Linked DNA regions of Zea mays: all the other regions are linked to region 1. A link is a contact called in public Hi-C data. All regions are on one chromosome and are shown on one strand. The core of a region is the stretch at or near the end of the contact, and the rest is flanking DNA. Distances in the headings are between cores, read along the strand shown.

The links. Hi-C and Micro-C count contacts between places; a contact is called where the count stands out from the background.
Region 2: a contact with region 1 is called in a Hi-C map of leaf, with 3 times the contacts expected there. The contact joins the enhancer-like site here to the promoter of LOC100278221 in region 1. A contact is called at or near these places in 3 of 25 Hi-C or Micro-C datasets (ear, endosperm and leaf).
Region 3: a contact with region 1 is called in a Hi-C map of ear, with 3 times the contacts expected there. The contact joins the promoter of LOC103632296 here to the promoter of LOC100278221 in region 1. A contact is called at or near these places in 5 of 25 Hi-C or Micro-C datasets (bundle sheath, ear, leaf and 2 more).
Region 4: a contact with region 1 is called in a Hi-C map of ear, with 2.3 times the contacts expected there. The contact joins the promoter of LOC100273730 here to the promoter of LOC100278221 in region 1. A contact is called at or near these places in 3 of 25 Hi-C or Micro-C datasets (bundle sheath, ear and tassel).

The regions. Positions count from the first base shown.
Region 1 is chr7:43,677,153-43,679,856 of Zm-B73-REFERENCE-NAM-5.0, forward strand. LOC100278221 (Prefoldin chaperone subunit family protein) reads right to left here and starts at 1,334. Exons shown (of 4, transcript NM_001351007.1): 1 at 1,183-1,334; 2 at 987-1,040; 3 at 596-665; 4 at 235-497. The coding sequence starts at 1,254. The coding sequence ends at 448. It overlaps LOC100192915 (a long non-coding RNA gene), which reads left to right and starts at 1,469. Exons shown (of 1, transcript NR_156482.1): 1 at 1,469-1,810.
Region 2 is chr7:43,434,607-43,437,310 of Zm-B73-REFERENCE-NAM-5.0, forward strand. It overlaps LOC542118 (CRS2-associated factor 1), which reads left to right. Exons shown (of 5, transcript NM_001111750.2): 5 at 1-664. The coding sequence ends at 440. Among protein-coding and RNA genes, the nearest start is that of LOC542118, 31 kb to the left of the region's middle. Within about 2 kb of position 1,310, at least 2 of the 20 cell types and tissues checked have an H3K27ac peak or open chromatin away from gene starts, as enhancers often do. A contact at or near this core is called in leaf, where this site is marked.
Region 3 is chr7:43,919,167-43,921,870 of Zm-B73-REFERENCE-NAM-5.0, forward strand. LOC103632296 (luc7-like protein 3) reads right to left here and starts at 1,403. Exons shown (of 9, transcript XR_555807.4): 1 at 1,185-1,403; 2 at 963-1,091; 3 at 828-867.
Region 4 is chr7:43,504,954-43,507,657 of Zm-B73-REFERENCE-NAM-5.0, forward strand. LOC100273730 reads right to left here and starts at 1,404. Exons shown (of 3, transcript NM_001347697.1): 1 at 948-1,404. The coding sequence starts at 1,145.

The DNA.
Region 1 (2,704 bases), core at 84-2,583:
CCGACCTCCAGAGACGATGGCAACTCTAACCGTTGCCAGGTCACATCGGACAACAAGTCGAGTAGAGGCCTCCAAATAAAAAAATAAAAATAATTCAATAGGAGTGGCAATTGATTAATATTTTAAAAAAATGGATGACAGAAATCTAAAAGACGTAGGGTAAGAAGAGATTTGAGATTAAACTAGAGAAATCCATAGATTTTTAGAAATCTATTCAGCTCATGTACTCCTTTAGTTGAAATTCTAGATTTTTAACACTGAATCGGGCTCAAAAGGCTTAACCAAACTTCACGACCACACTAGCCATACATCTCATGAAAAAGAAAGTAGCATTACACATGGATTATGTCCACAACGCCCAACTGCAGAATTAATGAGCAACGAGAAGTCCATTCAAATCTGCATGCTCTATTTTGTTCAAGGTCAACATTTGTAGCGTGCTGCCCATCAAGCTTGGTTCAGCTTGCTCAGCCGAGCCTTGGCTTGGTCAAGTTGCTCTGTAACCCATAGCAAATCATAAAACCACACTAATGTTAGACAATGCAAGCTAAGGAGAGAAAGTAACTGGACAAAGATGCAATGCTATAGCGGTTACTCTGCTCCGTTGTGATCACCGATTTGACGCTCTTACGGAAGAAGATGTTGCCAGCTTTCTGGTACACCGCCTGTTGCAAAGCAAGAAACTGTGAGTACGATGGACAAGCTGTGAGTTCGTGACGAGGCAAGCTACTCAAAATTTGACCCAGATCCAGTAAGCATATCCGTGCTCTTGCTCGCAACCTGGATAATCAAAGCTTCTACCGGTGCTTCACGATTGTCATCTGATTACTAATGTATTGAAATAAGATTAATTGAAAGTGTACAGCATCAGTTTATCACTGGCGAGCAACCTAGTGGTAGCCATTGGTAATTTGATACCAGTACCATCTCGCAGCACCTGACACAAACCGCAAGCAAGGGAGGGAGACAGAGGGGAAGAGGCTGACTCGGGAGGGATTCAGGTTGTCTAGCTCCGCGATCGCCACCTCGTGCGCCCGTATCTGCGCAGACCAAACCAAATCCATGCGGCAAATTATTTCTCTCATCCACCAGCCGAATTCGGAGAACAGTAGCAGGAAGCTTGCGTGGAGAACTACACGAAACAAAAATAGAGGTGTCGAAGTATGGGGAGGTAGACAATACCTCCTTCAGGAGTTCCACCTTCTTCTCCACCACCTCCTTTGCCGGAGCCAACCCTGCCGCCGCCGTCGCCATCTTCTCTGTCCGAAACCCTTCGCCGGAAAGACTCGGACACTTGGGGCTGGAGCACACCCGCAACACCAAGGAACCATGTTGAGGCCCATCCAGTCAGCTACTAGTCACATGGGAGGCCCATCTAGAAAACGCAGGCCGGATCGTACAGCCAGGCCCAGCTCCTCGGGTTTTATTGTCCGAGACCCTCTCGGGATCTCACTGCGCTACGAGCCTACGACTACGAGAGTCGGTCGCGGCTCCGTCCGTACCCTCCCGTCGGCGAAGTCACGCCCATCCCGTCCCAACGGTAGCAGTAACTTCAGGATTTGTGGCCGGGACAAGAGGACAAGGCTCCGACCCAGCGGGCAGAGTGGTCTGGCGACTCAGGTTGCCCAGGATGGAGGAGAAAGGCGAGGTCCGGTTTGTGGCCAGCGAACAAGGTAGGTGAATACTGATTAGGTTCTTGATTCAGAGTTCTGACGCTCAATGATTTTGCATGCTTCACTGTTCGGACTGAGTTTACTAGGAAGCCTGTTCCCAAAATGTACGTGCACACTGCACAGTATTCCTCTGTGATAGTGTTTACGAGTCTTGAATGAGGGGAACGATGGCTCTTGTAGAAGTTCCTATTAATTAATGCAAGTAACCAAGAATATTGCTGGATCAGTAGCGTCACTTTTGTATAAAATTATAAATTTTTCTTAAACTTTAACATTGTTTTGCTAAGGGTCGGCTGATCCCGGTAATCCCCCTAAATTCGCTAGCGGAACATTACCAGAAGCCGTGCTTCTGTTTGGAAACAAATATGCATTTGAATTCATCACAACTAAAATTCCATCTGGAACTTGTAGTGATCAGTGATTACTAAGTCTTAGCTTTTGCCACCATACGGGTTCATATAACTACAAAAGATGTGTATTCAAACAGGTTATGTGGAAAATTATACAAGACAATTTCTACTCAGCTAAGCCTCCAAGCTTGTTTTAAGTGCTGAGAGAATGTAGCCATACAGCTTCAGCGATGGCATTAAAAATCTGACAACATCAGCAGTTACAACACCCACCTATGAACTTCCACTGTTGATATGGTTAAAAGAAGAAGTGTAGTAGTTAATTTGCTAGTTTGTAAGGAAGATGGTCAAATCCAGTCAGTACTCTGTTTTGGAAGCTAATCTTCAGGAAATGCTTCAAGTGCAGACCTCATTAACAACTGAGTAATAAAACAATACCAAGTTGTTTGAGAAACCAATGGGGCATAAAACAAAAGGTTGGTTGATAAATCAGTGATATTTCTTTTTTTTTTCTTGTGTGTCATTTCATTAAGGTAGAAATAAAATACACGAGTCTCGAGTAATATTTCAATTTTAGCTTGAATTTAAAGCTCATCAAGAGAGGAAAACAAAATAGCTGTCATGTGTCATCCTTGCCAAAGGAGCTGTAAAGTTCACAACTGATGGTTTACAAGTTACTTG
Region 2 (2,704 bases), core at 60-2,559, 240 kb before region 1:
ATTTGGAAATGAAGAGGAAAAGAAACGATGGTACAAAAGGTACAGTTGTTCTAAATAGCGGTTCTAAAGTAGAGGGATTGTTATGTCTTTTGGAACAGGCCATTCACAGTGGCAGGGCACTTGTTCTGAGTGAAGATGAGCTTGCTGATTCAGATCTGGTCTATGAAAAGTCTGTTGCTTTTACAAAGTCAATTCCGCGAAGACTGGTTTTTGAGAATACTCGAAGGAAGTCCAGTGCCAGGAGAAATGTGCCAGACAATCATGCAAGAACTAAAACACATCTTGTAGAAAATAAAATGTTGAGCAGTCCTGTTGAAAATAAATTTATCGTTAATGGAGGATCTGCAATGCAGACAATTGACCATGGACAAGAGTTTCTTTCTGATGTTGTTCATCAAGGTACCTTAAGAGTAGATGAACTAGCAAAGTTACTAGCTTGAGAGGTGATTGCTCTTTTATTAACCACACAGACCAGTATCAACATCCTTTGAACACATATGCAAGATTTGCATGAACTCTGAATTTGGTTAAAACAGGTCTCAGGTCTGTTGCGTCGTGGCGAGTCCTTTTTAACCTTGAAATACTGAACTATGGTGCTGTTTGGTTCAAAAAATGTAACGCAAATGGTAATGGTAATGGTTTCGGCTCGATTACTGGCGGTAACAAATTTGAATAGGCTGGTATCAAATTTTAGTGTGGTATCTGATTACGGTTGGACTAAAACAAACATGATTTAACGTTATCCGTTACCCATTACGTTACAAATATATGAACCAAACGGCACCTATAATCCTGTGCGATGTACAAACAACCTTCAGAATACATATTCTCTGATTTGTCTGTTGTCACCATAATTGGCCACTGATAAATAACTCTTCCGTTTTATGATTTCAGCGATGTGATGTGACAAAAAAAAACTATGCAAATCGACACGTTTAGTTTGGGAACCCTTTTTTTCAAGGGATTTTTATTTTACCAAGAGAAATTAGTTTATTTTCTCTTGCGAAAATAGAAACTCCTTAGAAATCCATATGTCCTTTTTGCGTTTGTCGCACCAGATGACAGTCGGAGCAAGCTGGCTTAAACAGTTGGACCGAACAACTTCATGGATTATACACAGCGAGTAGATTAGACAGAAGGATTTTAACATCAGTATGATTAAACTTCATCTAGATAGTGTTTCACGTGCTTCGCTATATATGACTCCCGCGTATAGTTTTTGACTCCTGCGTAGATTTTTTCCCCTATACCATGGTTGTAGTGGACAAGGTCTCTCCCTTCGCTTCCTCTCTCACAAGCGGAGGTTAGGTGACGGTGGAGTGGGAAGGGTGGTTTCGGCCTTACATACACTAGTCTCCGCGGAAGCTGATAAGCAAAGTCTAAAGACGACCTGACCAGAACTGCCTAATTTAACCTAATCTTAATTGTATTTATTAGTTTATACCCTCTCCGTTTCAAAATAGTACTACATCCACCCCAAAATAAAATTCATTTTACCTTTTTAGTTAATTCATACAATAATTAATATATTTGTTATATATATATATATATATATATATATATATATATATATATATATATATATATAGATTGTATATTAGGAGCCCTGGGCTTCCTTTAGTTATTGGAAGCCCAGGCCAGACAGTGCAATCCGGTCGAGCCGGACCAGGTCCAGACGTCTATAAAAGGAAATCCGTAGTGCTAGGGATCCGTTTTTACGCCCCATCTCGATTCATTAGCGACGGTTGCCAGGCCGGCGGTGGCGGCGTTTCCCAGGCCGACGGTGGCGGCCCTCGATCCAGAGGGCGAGCGGCGGCGGCAGCGGCAGCGCCCTTATGTGGTGGCGGCGGTTTCCAGGCCGGCGGTGGCGGCCCCCGATCCAGAGGGCGAGCGGCGGCAGCGTCCTTGTGCGGTGGCGGCGATTCCCAGGCCGGTGGCCGCAACTCCATTACCTCGACGCGCGGTGGCGGAGGTTCCTCGATCCGCAGCGAGGCCCTTGTGCAGGCAAGCGGCGGCGTCCCCGAAGCCCCGAGGAGGCGGCACTTCCAAGGCCGGCGAGCAAGCGACGCCCGTCGACGTGCGAGTAGCGACGGCGACGCATGAGGCACGATGTTCGAGCGAGCGACGTCACGGAAGGGGCGAGATGCGCGCAGCGATGATCGCGCGTGACATCCTCTGATCCGGCGCATTTTTCTTTTCGTTTATTGTGTTTTATGCCTACCACATGTATTATTTACGCTAAAAACTGTATGTTTTTATGCTTTAACACAGAGTTCGTATATCAATTTACTGCATGCACATTTGAAAGGAAATTCCTTGATTTATGCTGTTCTTAATTTGCGCGCATGCAATGGAAACTCCCACGATTTTGCCATAATTTTTGGATCTGTATAAAAATAGAAACCGCATGCATGCGGCTGCCATGTTTTTCGGATCTGTCATAAAAATAGGATCGTAATAACAACCTACTAAAGCTATCAACCTCTAATTGACTCGGTATTTACGCTTATAATTGAGGGATTTTATGCTCAAAACTTAAGGTTTTTACGCTCCACCCGTAGATGCGTCCACCAGTGAACAACATGCCAGATTTTTTACGCAGTCTAAGAAATTGCATAAATACCTACACCGTGTAGTATAATTTGTTTCAGTATACATCATAAACTAGTTCTAATGCGTTTAGTTGCATGGCTGTTGGAGGGAT
Region 3 (2,704 bases), core at 153-2,652, 240 kb after region 1:
AAAAATACTGCTAGTTGAAGCCAAAAGTCAATATCATATCAGGAGAATACAGCATGGCTAGACATCAATTGGGAATGAGGGTGCTAATTATATCCTATTTGCCAACTACAAAGGGTGGGCAGCTACCTCTTAAATTTTAATCGGATGCAACTCTCACTTAATTCACCTAAAGATTTTTATTTACACAAAATATAATATTTAGAATACCTAGACACATTTCTGAACCCTTCGTTAATACGTATTCAACCTTGCTTCTTCACCATATAAGATCAAATTCCTCTCAATATTCCGCTGAGAAATTTTTTTTATGTCTTGATATAAGAAGGGCAGACCCAGTGCCAGAGACTCCCAAATATACTATAATTTTAAAATTGAGAGAACATTGTTGCTGTAGGACGTGTAATATCCTGGAGCAACTATTTATTTTTAGACTGGATAGGGGGGCATCATGGCACAGTCATTTCACAGTACAGTTCTAATGTGCTGTCTAATTTCAAACAAAAGATGTACCAGTCAAATGAAAACCTGTGGCCTAACAGGAACATAAGACAGCTTAATCCTCACAACTAAAAACTAGCCCACTCTACCATTCTAGCAATTCATATAACACAATCGTCTATTATACTTTGGTGTCATGCCATATGGCTCCCAATAGCAAGGTTTCTCTATTCCTAGTTGCAGTCTATTCAATACCCTACTTTGCTTCCTAAACATAACGCTTTATTAAAGGATTACAGCAACAAAATCATACTTATTTTTTTTACAAGAAGCATGTTGGTTTTTATTTATTTACATCTCAATATATTAAGCTTCACAACTGGTATCACCTTTCCTTGAGCTTCGGATCATGGATCCTCAAGCACGGCCCTGCAAACACCCCAACCAAACTTGTTATGAGTAAAATAAAATCACTGCAAAACATATTAAGAAAAAGAGAGAAAGAAACGAAGGAACGGCCATACCGAGATTGCTCTTGGTGTTGACGAAAAGGTCGTGGGGACAGAACCGGACCATGTAGGGGCCGCACACGTCCGGATCGTCCCACTTCAGCTCCTTGTGCCCCTTCTTCTCCTCCTCCGTTAGGTTACGAGCTGCGAACGACAGCACCCGCGACGCGGTTAGGGGTAGGGATAGGGCACGGGCCGGCGTCATTCGGGCGAGGGGGGATCTGGTGGGTACTTTACCTGTGCCCATGAGCTCGTCAAGGAGGGCTCGCTGCGCGTCCATGGCGGAGAGGGCAAGGAGCCGTCAAGAAACCCTAAGCCAGGCAGCCCCTTGCTTCACTTTCTTTACCCTTTCCTCAGGACGATTTGGATTTGGGCTCGTCCTAGTAGAATCTAGGAACAGACGAAGATAAGGCGCGTTTGGTTTTAGTCACTAATTTTTAGTCTTCTGGTTTAGAGCAACTTAAATAGTTTTACAAAATACTACTTAAATCAATAATTATAAAGTTAAACCTATCGGGGAACATAATTAGGGGTACCCTTAAGGCTCCTAATTCTCAGCTGGTAACTCCCATCAGCATAAAGCTGCAAAGGCCTGATGGGTGCGATTAAGTCAGGGATCAGTCCATTCGAAGGACTCGATCACGCCTGACCCGAGCTTAGCCGCGGACAAGGGCAGCCGACCCCGGAGGATCTTCGCCTCGTCCGAGGCCCCCCTCCAGCGGCGAACATATTTCCGGCTCGCCCGAGGCCCTATCTTCGCCAAGAAGCAACCCTGACCAAATCGCCGCACCGACCGACCAAATCGCAGGAGCATTTAATGCAAAGGTGGCCTGACACCTTTATCCTGACGCGCGCCCCTCAGCCGACAGAGCCGAAGTGACCGCCGTCACTTCGCCGCTCCACTGACCGGTGTGACAGAAAGACAGCGCCGCCTGCGCCGCTCCGACTGCGGAGCCACTTGACAAAGTGAGGCTGACAGGCAGTCAGGCCCGGCCGCAGGCACCATAGGAAGCTCCGCTCCGCCCGACCCAGGGCTCGGACTCGGGCTAAGCCCCGGAAGACGGCGAACTCCGCTCCGCCCGACCCAGGGCTCGGACTCGGGCTAAGCCCCGGAAGACGGCGAGCCCCGGAAGACGGCGAACTCCTCTCCGCCCGACCCAGGGCTCGGACTCGGGCTAAGCCCCGGAAGACGGCGAACTCCGCTCCGCCCGACCCAGGGCTCGGACTCGGGCTCAGCCCTAGAAGACGACGAACTCCGCTCCGCCCGACCCAGGGCTCGGACTTGGGCTAAGCCCCGGAAGACGGCGAATTCCGCTCCGCCCGACCCAGGGCTCGGACTCGGGCTAAGCCCCGGAAGACGACGAACTCCGCTTCGCCCGACCCCAGAACTCGAACTCCGCCCTAGCCTCAGCCAACGGCCTCCGCCTCGCCCGACCTAGGGGCTCGGACTCGACCTCGACCTCGAAGGAGCCTCCACATCGCCCAACCTAGGGCGCGGGCCGGCCACGTGGGAGGCGCCATCATTACCCTACTCTAAGCTGACTTAGGCTACGGGGAACAAGACCGGCGTCCCATCTGGCTCGCTCCGCCAGATAGGCAATGATGGCGCCCCGCACGCTCTTTGATGATGGTGGCTCTCGGCCCCCTTACGGAAGCAAGAGGACGTCAGTAAGGACTCGACAGCCCCGACAGCTGTCCCTCCGCCAGGCTCCAGCGCTCCTCCGACGGCCACGACATCACACAAACCGGGCGCCAAA
Region 4 (2,704 bases), core at 154-2,653, 170 kb before region 1:
TGGGTTAAAAATAATGTGATATTGCAGATGGCATGAAATGCATCTTCGAGTCAAAGGGACAAATTTTATCGAGCACATCCCTGACCCAGAAGGACACATAATATCTTTACCCCAGGATGAGAATTGTCAAATATAATTTACAAGGCACATATTTCAGGCCACCATGACATGCCGCAAGTCCAAATATTGATTACGGAACAATACATAAGTCTGCAGATCACAATGCATAGCCTGTCCTGGACCTTTAATACGAACAATTCTTGTTACAGAAACCTAAATAAAATTCTATCGACTAGCTATTCTTCATAGTAGTATAGTACACATAAATGGACCTTTCAATAGTCAATATCTAATAAAAATCTGCTCTGAAACAAAGAAATGGTCCGGGCCAAGAATGGGGTGCTTGTTTTGACTTTTATGCAAGGGAAATCGTTCCACACACAAATGGGGAACAAAATTAAGATAAGCTAACAGAATAGAACATCCAGCCAAGACAGCTTATACTACTAATATTTTATCTCGAAAATATTTCTTCTATGGCTTTCCTATATTCCTAGCAATCCATGGGCACAGGCTGAGGAAATATTTTAATTCAGATGAACTGTCACCTAATCCTACACATATTCCGCCTTTGCCTCATGGCAAAGAACATAATCTTTTTGGCTAAACACGTACACGCAAGGCGAAAATCAAACAGTCCTGCTGGAGCGTGAATGGCCACAAACACTTGGGGAGCAGAAATAATAAACACCGAAGGAGCTAATTAGTAAATCCAACTACCAGTACAACCAAATCTTGGGATACAGTTGACGGAAGCAACCCAGTTTGAGGACGAAAGGGACGAGACATGCGCAAAATCAGAAGTCGATCGCGCGAGCAACCGCTCGTAAGCAAACCCCAGTAGAAAGGGCGAGGGACTGGGGACGGAATAGAGGGTGGGAACTCACGGCGAAGTGCGCGAGGTTTACGACCGTCCAGGCTGCTCCGGGGGAGCAACCAGAGACGGAGAGGACGAGGAGCCAAGCGAAGAAGAGCAGGAGGATGTAGGTGGTCCAGACGCCCGGGTACATGAACCACTCTGTGTTCTTGTTCACGTCCACCGGCGGCGCCGCTTCGACGTAGTAGGGCTCCCCTCTCCGCCCCATCCCTGGACAGGCCTGGTCGTGCCGACGGCGCTGGATCTCGGGGTTACTTTCCGCGGTGGTGCGTGCGGTAGGTGCACGTGAACGGGAGGATGGCCAGGGCGCGATGGTGTCGTGCTGCGGTGCTGGGCGTGTGAGTGACGATGGCCGGCGCCGTGGAGTGAGAGATGACAACGGTTGCCGTCTGGCGGTCTGGGTTTGTTGATTGGCACTTGGGCTTGCTCTGGGTGCGTGCTGCTAATTGCGGAGATGCGTTGGGTTCGCTCGACCTCGACGCTCGTGATACTGCTATCTCATCTGCCTGATCCAACGAGGAAATATCTCAACCCTTCCAGATTGTTCCACGAGGGTGTATTAGCTGACCCTGGCCTCCTTTGCCATACATAATTTTGTGTGTGTTTTTATGCGAAAATAAACTATTTTTTTGAAAATTATGTATACTTTCTTTAAAACTCCTGTATTTCAAAGTGAAGCTAAACTAAACTAAGACAAAATTCTCTATTTAGGTCTAGTTTGGGAACTCCATTTTATTAAGGAAATTTCATTTTCGCTTGAGAAAATGAACTAATTTTTCTTAAAAAATAAAAATCTCTTGAAAAAAATAAGGTCGTCAAACTAGCCATTAACATTGGAAACCTGTGTTTCTTTATTTGACATGAAAACTCTAATCTTATTTAACACCAGTTTTATCTTTCGTCTTTACTGCCAACAATTTTGTTTGCTTTTGCTGTTAAGGCTATTTCTGATGCATGTTGCCCTACTCATTTAATATATGACATGTAGAATAGAAAGCTTATGTGACATGTGAATAAAGAGGAAACACAATAATATAGTATCTTGAGGGAGATATCACTCATGCACGAGATCATAATCATTAAAACATGAACCATCTAAATGGTCCACAGTTCATACTCTTGTACACATCTGCTAGCATTTAATTGTCTTGTGGGACTATAAAACAACACGTGATACTATTGTCAGGTACTTGAGAACCGGTTGCCCGAAGAAGGCCTAAAAGGCCTCCCAAAGATGGACCGCTAACCGACCGGCCCACCGGACGAGTAACTCGGCGGGGTGGATCTGCCGACCAACCCGTCCACCGAACAACCCGGCGAGGCGAGACGGCCGACCAACTCGCTCGCCAAGCAACACTACCGAGCAACCCTGTCGGGGACCATAATTAGGGGTACCCCCAAGACTCCTAATCTCAGCTGGTAACCCCCATCAGCACAAAGCTGCAAAAGCCTGATGGGTGCGATTAAGTCAAGGCTCGGTCCACTCAAGGGACACGATCTCGCCTCGCCCGAGCCCAGCCTCGGGCAAGGGCAGCCGACCCCGGAGGATTCACGTCTCGCCCGAGGCCCCGCTCAAGCAACGGACACACCTTCGGCTCGCCCGAGGCCCAGTCTTCGCCAAGAAGCAACCTTGGCCAGATTGCCACACCGACCGACCGCACCGCAGAAGCATTTAATGCGAGGATGGCCTGACACCTTATCCTGACGCGCGCCCTCCAGTCGACAGAGCCGAAGTGACTGTAGTCACTTCATCGCTCCACTGACCGG